2 separate regions of the Mus musculus genome follow, and region 1 is linked to region 2. Evidence: chromatin contacts called from public Micro-C data. All regions are on one chromosome and are shown on one strand. The core of a region is the stretch at or near the end of the contact, and the rest is flanking DNA. Distances in the headings are between cores, read along the strand shown. Region 1 has its middle 38 kb from the start of 1110019D14Rik. Region 2 holds the start of Gpr85 (G protein-coupled receptor 85).

Region 1 (2,947 bases), core at 118-2,617, 70 kb after region 2:
GAGGCTATAGAATCCTATTGACCATGACTTTTAGGCCAACAGAGTCCCTGTGAAAGGTTAGGTGCTGAGTATTTGTGAGATGCAGAAGACACTGTCATGTCCTTTGGAAAAGAAAGTCCATAAAAAGGCTATGAAGTGAGCTGGAGTATGAAATGTCCAGTAATGTAGCCCAAATGGGAAGGCAAATAAAAGCAGGAAGAACTAGGGAGGCCACAGCTGCTGGTATTAGTGGCCATTCTGGGATGGTTTCCCAAAGGCCAGAGATGTGCCAACAACAGTCTGATGATAACTTTTATATTATACGAGGGGAGGGCAGGTTGCTGCTTCCCCTGGTATCCTACCTCATAGCTGTTGTTCCACCAAACATCATGGCTTCTTCTTTGGTTCTGGAGTTTCCTGAGACTGTGCTGGGAGATGGAGAGCCCTTTCTCTGTAACAGCTGACTTCACCAGGACAGTGTGGGAACGGTTTCAAAAAATATTCTATGATAAATGTAGGCCACATTTCTCATGTTCAGCTCCATGCAAGCATAATTTAGGATGGATTTCTTCATACTTACTCAAACACAGAAACATTTATTGAAGATGTTTCCATGCATTATGTATGATTACTGTTTCCCTCCACTGTCTCTCAGATCCTCCTAACCTCCTCAGCCATCCAGTTCTAGGACTTCTCTCTCTCTCTAGAAAGCAAATTGGTCAATAATTAAATTAAAAGGCTAGAAAAAAAACCCAAAGCAAATAGAAGATGAAAAACCACAAAGGCATGAGAAACACACATACATAGAGACACATCCGCAACCACACACACACACACACACACACACCCCATAAAACACAAAATCAGAACTCATAATAGATAAGCAGAGCTAAGGTAAAACAAAGCCCAAAGTATTATGAGATGAAATGTCAACAAAAAAACAAACAAACAAACCTGTGACTCATTGTGTATTAGCTATCTGCTATTGGGCATAGGAACTCCCTTAAATGTGGGTTGTATACCAGTGAGACTTCATTGGAGAAAACTAATTTGCCTTTGGGAGCAGTTGTCAATTGGAGATAGCTTCTGGATTTGGGATGAGGGCTTTTTTTTTTCCAGATTCCTTCTCAGTACTGGTACCTCATTTGGCATGATTCTGTGCAGACCCAGTGTGTGCTGTTAGTGTCTGTGTGAGTTTATATGAGCAACAGCCTTACTGTGTCTGGGAGGCATTGTTTCTGTGGTTATCTTTTACCCACTTTTGTAGCGGTAATTTTGGCTATACCAACCCACACCCACGCCAGTTCATTCTTGACAGTTCTGACATGCCATGACTAGCTCAAAGTCTGGTCACTCCTAAACCTTTCCCTGTTAGCAAACACTCCTCTCTGGTACTCCAGAGACTCCTAAACCTTCCCCTGCTACCCCGGGCCCAATTGAGTAAGTGGTAGTGGCCACTTACCAGAATTCTTACATAACTGGTTGGCTTTCTTCCCTGAAGCTCTTAAGTCCCATTCTTCTCCCAGAGTCATGGCAATTTTCCGTTTGCTCTTCGGTTCCGGTATCTTAGCCTGTACCAATCTCCAGGTCACACCTCAGTCTACCTGCCCAGTCATTGGCTGTACGACAATTCTTTATTGCCAATCATATCCAGCAGGTGGTGGAGACCCTCAGTGTCTGGGAATTCGGCCTTTGGTAAGCAAATTGAATTGAGACAGCATTAAAACCAATCCCTAACACACACTGGCTCATAAATTCTTTCCTTCTCTTTCACACAGTTTCCTGGTCCAGTGGTAAGGTGTTTGATGAAGACATTCCATTAGGATGAAGTGTTACAAGGTCTCTTGATTTTCTGCATATTGTGTACTCATGGATCTCTGTATTAGTTTACATCTACTGCAGGAAGCAACTTTTCGGATTATGGCTGATTTCGACACTGGTCTATGGGTATAGCAGAATGCAAAGGACAGACTTCTTGATTGCAGGTTTCAATTTGGTTATCATTAGTGCTAAGAACGTCTCTGAAACCTATTGTAGACTTAAAAAGTGACCATTCAGAGTGTTTACTTACTGTGCTTCACTGTAGATACGACAGTGTTTCCTTGTTTTATAGCATAATTAGAAGATTTCTGCCTTGTACAAAATATAAAAAACTCCAAAGTCGTCATGCGCGTTCGGTTTAAATGGAATGACATAGTTTATAGGACTTTGTAGTATTGTCTTTGAAATGATGCCGAACTTAAAAATAAATCGATTTTGTAATGGAATTTCTGTGTGCTGAGTCTAGCATAGAAACCATGTCACGCTAATGTAGAGCTGGAAAAGATAAGTGATGCATCTAAGTATATTTTCCTCGGTGACTACTCCTTTGGCAGCACGGGAAAGCATAGAGAAAGTTCAGGAGTGAGCCACCACAAAGACCAAACTTCTGGTTTGTGTTGCTGAGGAAGTGCTGTATTTTAAAACAGACACTGAGAAGAATGGCAGACATCTCCATGATTAGTTAGTATTTTCCTTAAGTTCAGCTCAGGTCCTGCTACCAGATACCATTCATCTCTTGTTAAGTTACTCATTTGAAATGCTCAAACTCCACCTAGGAAAGTAGTAGTTTAATGTGGTGGCTTTTCCAGGGGAGTTGTACACCTGTTCTGAACAGAGAGGTACGTATCATGCTTTTGACTATATTCCCAGTGCTGAGGGACAAGTTGTTTTTCACATGGGTCCTCTGAATGTTACAGGAGATGGTGTCCAGATGAAAAAGATTATTGGTACTAATGAGTTCTTAGTTATATGTCTTACTCCATAATTGCATGGTTCACACTGCAGACATTTATTTTCTTGTATTTGGAGAAATGGGAAGTCCCAAATCAGGATACCTCTAGCTTTAAATTTTCTGAGAATTTCATACATCTATACAATGGAACGTGACCATATCTACCTATCCCAATTTAATGCCTCTTTGTTGTGG
Region 2 (2,763 bases), core at 18-2,517:
TTGGAGCCTCCTTCAGCTCCAGCCGCGTCCTCCCCTGTCGCAGCGGCACCGTCTCCCCCAGTAACGCAGGGGCCGCGGCGGCGGCGGCGCGGTGGCGAGGGCGGCGGCGAGGCTTGCTCCGGCCTCCGCCGAGCCAGCAGGAACCCCTGCCTGTCTCCGGAGCAGGCTGGCTTTGCTTCAAAGTCCTGTCCAGTTCAGCCGGCCCCAAATCAGGCTTTTGTTCCCTCGAGGCAGCTTCGGAACTTTTCCCTCCCCGCATGCATTGGCAGTGGGGGGCTCGGGAAGGCTCTTCCCGGACCTCAGGCCCATCCTCTTCCCCTAGGGCAGCGCACGAAGCCACCGTGCCGCGGACGGCCGCCTCCGCCCCAGCTGCCCCGAACCCTCGCCTTCCCCAAACATCGTCTTCCTTTCTCTGTCAGGGTGGTCCTGCTAAGCATTGGATGCGCCTTGTAGAATTCTTCTCAAATGATTTTTCCCCCTGCTGATCTTTGATTTGGCACGCTAGCTGGGGAGAGAAAAAGAAAGAATGAAAATTAAAAAAAAAAAAAAAAAAAAAAAAAAAAGGAAAGAAAAAAAATTAAGCACAGTCAAAAATCTTGCCAGTGGGGGAAGAAGGGAAGCGGGTTGGGGCAGCCTTGTCTTTGTCAGTGGTCATCTGTTCTTGAAGGCACGCAGATCTGCGTTTAAGGAAGGAGAGGCTAAGTTCAGGCGACAAGTGCAAAACCGATCTACACTCATTCTACCTTCTCGAACGTGACTAATGGATCAGGAGTACAAAGATTTTACATGGCTGTTCCTCGCATCCCACCCCAAGCAACAAGACTCTCCTTTCTCTTCCAAGCTGGGATGACCAATAGGTTGCTGATGTCAAAGCGGTGGAGTGTATGAGTTTCCCCTTTCCCTTTTTTTGTTATTAGACATTTAAAAAATAATAATACCAGGAATATGATGAATACCGGAAACTTACACCAGTCCACAAACACCACATAGTCTGACACCTGGTGATTAGGAACGCCCCAAGAATCATCCACGTCTCGATTCTCCCATTTCCAAAGAGTTTTTGCGAGGGTGGGGTAAGATTTTAAACAACTACCCACTCTTCACCCCTTAAAAGCTAGCAGGCACGCTTTCATTAATTCCCAAGGTGAAACGTCTGCTTGTCTTCCTGCAAGCTTATTGCTTTATAATAATCTGTTAATGAAATAGAAAAAAATATCTCTCTACAGTAATAATTCGATCTCGAGACAGCAGTAAAATACCTCATCGCTGGGTGGTGAGATTGTGACATTCAGGGGAAGTCAAGCCAATCAGCATACAGATAATATAGGTTAATTTACATATTGTATTTCTATTGGATACATAGAGGTAAAATGTTTAAAGCTTAAAAATGAATACTTCACTGTCATGATGTCACAGTCGTTACACAAAGACCAACGTTAGTAATACTGAAATAATGTTGAATTGCCCTGATTTGATTGGAGATTTTTTTTAGCCAATTAAAAAAATAATGATTAGCTGTGGGGTGTGTGTATGTGTGTGTGTGTGTGTGTGTGTGTGTGTGTGTGTGTGTCTGTTCTTTTGGTTATCCATAAAACATTTGCTTAGGCATCTTAGGAGAGTCAATCCTACAACAATACTGGAAGTAACTTGAAAATATTTCCACCCAAGGGAGACACCCTGGTTTTTGTGAAACACGACTCAGAAGAACTCAAAACCATATGATGGGTACAACTTTTAAGTAAAATCTCAAATTTGTTTTTTATGAAACTACAGATTAATTTTCTACTTAAATTTTCTACTTCTCAATGCGTTTTGCAAAGAATGGTTGTTTGCTGAACTTTTAAGATTAAAAAAAAACTATATAGAAAAAGCGATTCAAGTAAGTTAACTTAAATATCCACCATTGACAAGTTGTTAGGTTTTTCAGGTTAAGAAAACATTTAAAAGTAAATGTAAAGGTGAAAATAGATTGCCAGACCACAAGGAATAATTCATTTTGGCAAAAAGCATAGGGCTAACTAATCTTATACTTTTTTTTTTTAATCTTTTTTTCTTTTCTTTTTTTGAGACAAGGTTTCTCTGTGTAGCCCTGGCTGTCCTGGAACTCACTTTGTAGACCAGGCTGGCCTCAAACTCAGAAATCTGCCTGCCTCTGCCTCCCGAGTGCTGGGATTAAAGGCGTGCGCCACCACGCCCGGCTAACTGATCTTATACTTTAAGAAGCATATATTGGGGCTGATGAGATGCCTCAGGGAGTAAGAGCACTGACTGCTCTTCCGAATGTCCGAATCCCAGCAAGCAGAGTTGAGCGGGGCTAACCGGAGCGAGCAGAGGATTTATAAATTCAATTCCCAACTCACACACACAAAATAAAAATAATAAAATAAAAATCTTAAAAAAGAAGCATTTATTGATTCCTTAAAGATAATAGAAAGTGATATGTATATGAAGAAGCCTTTTATACCAACTTCCAGGTATACTAGAGCAATTTTTCCTTTATAATTGAGTACAGTTACACTTATTTCAGGTCCCCCTCCCCCCAGTTATTAGATAAAAATGCCAATTTTTTTATTTTTTTTGGCTTGCAAGGTGCTCAAAAACTAGTGAAATAATTTTTAATTTAGTTCATTAATGCTACAGGAGAAAAAGCCAGATTTTGCATCTTTCAACAACAGGGGTTTTAAAGATATATTTAGTGGATGGACAAGGTTTCATATTAACAAGAAGTTCTCAAAAAAGTGTATCGATTACTGAAGATTTGTT

The links. A called contact is a pair of places that touch in the nucleus more often than the background predicts.
Region 1: a contact with region 2 is called in a Micro-C map of muscle stem cells, with 4 times the contacts expected there. The contact joins the enhancer-like site here to the promoter of Gpr85 in region 2. A contact is called at or near these places in 1 of 39 promoter capture datasets (pre-B cells), 1 of 15 datasets of contacts at CTCF or cohesin (the NIH/3T3 cell line), 4 of 484 Hi-C or Micro-C datasets (the Ba/F3 cell line, embryonic stem cells, muscle stem cells and 1 more), 1 of 115 datasets of contacts at active chromatin or transcription factors (embryonic stem cells) and 2 of 9 other capture datasets (adipose tissue and liver).

What each region holds. Positions count from the first base shown.
Region 1 is chr6:13,908,549-13,911,495 of GRCm38.p6, forward strand. No RefSeq gene overlaps it. Among named protein-coding and RNA genes, the nearest start is that of 1110019D14Rik, 38 kb to the left of the region's middle. Within about 2 kb of position 1,368, at least 11 of the 459 cell types and tissues checked have an H3K27ac peak or open chromatin away from gene starts, as enhancers often do. A contact at or near this core is called in adipose tissue and muscle stem cells, where this site is marked.
Region 2 is chr6:13,838,675-13,841,437 of GRCm38.p6, forward strand. It overlaps Gpr85 (G protein-coupled receptor 85), which reads right to left and starts at 1,268. Exons shown (of 3, transcript NM_001330667.1): 1 at 968-1,268; 2 at 1-505.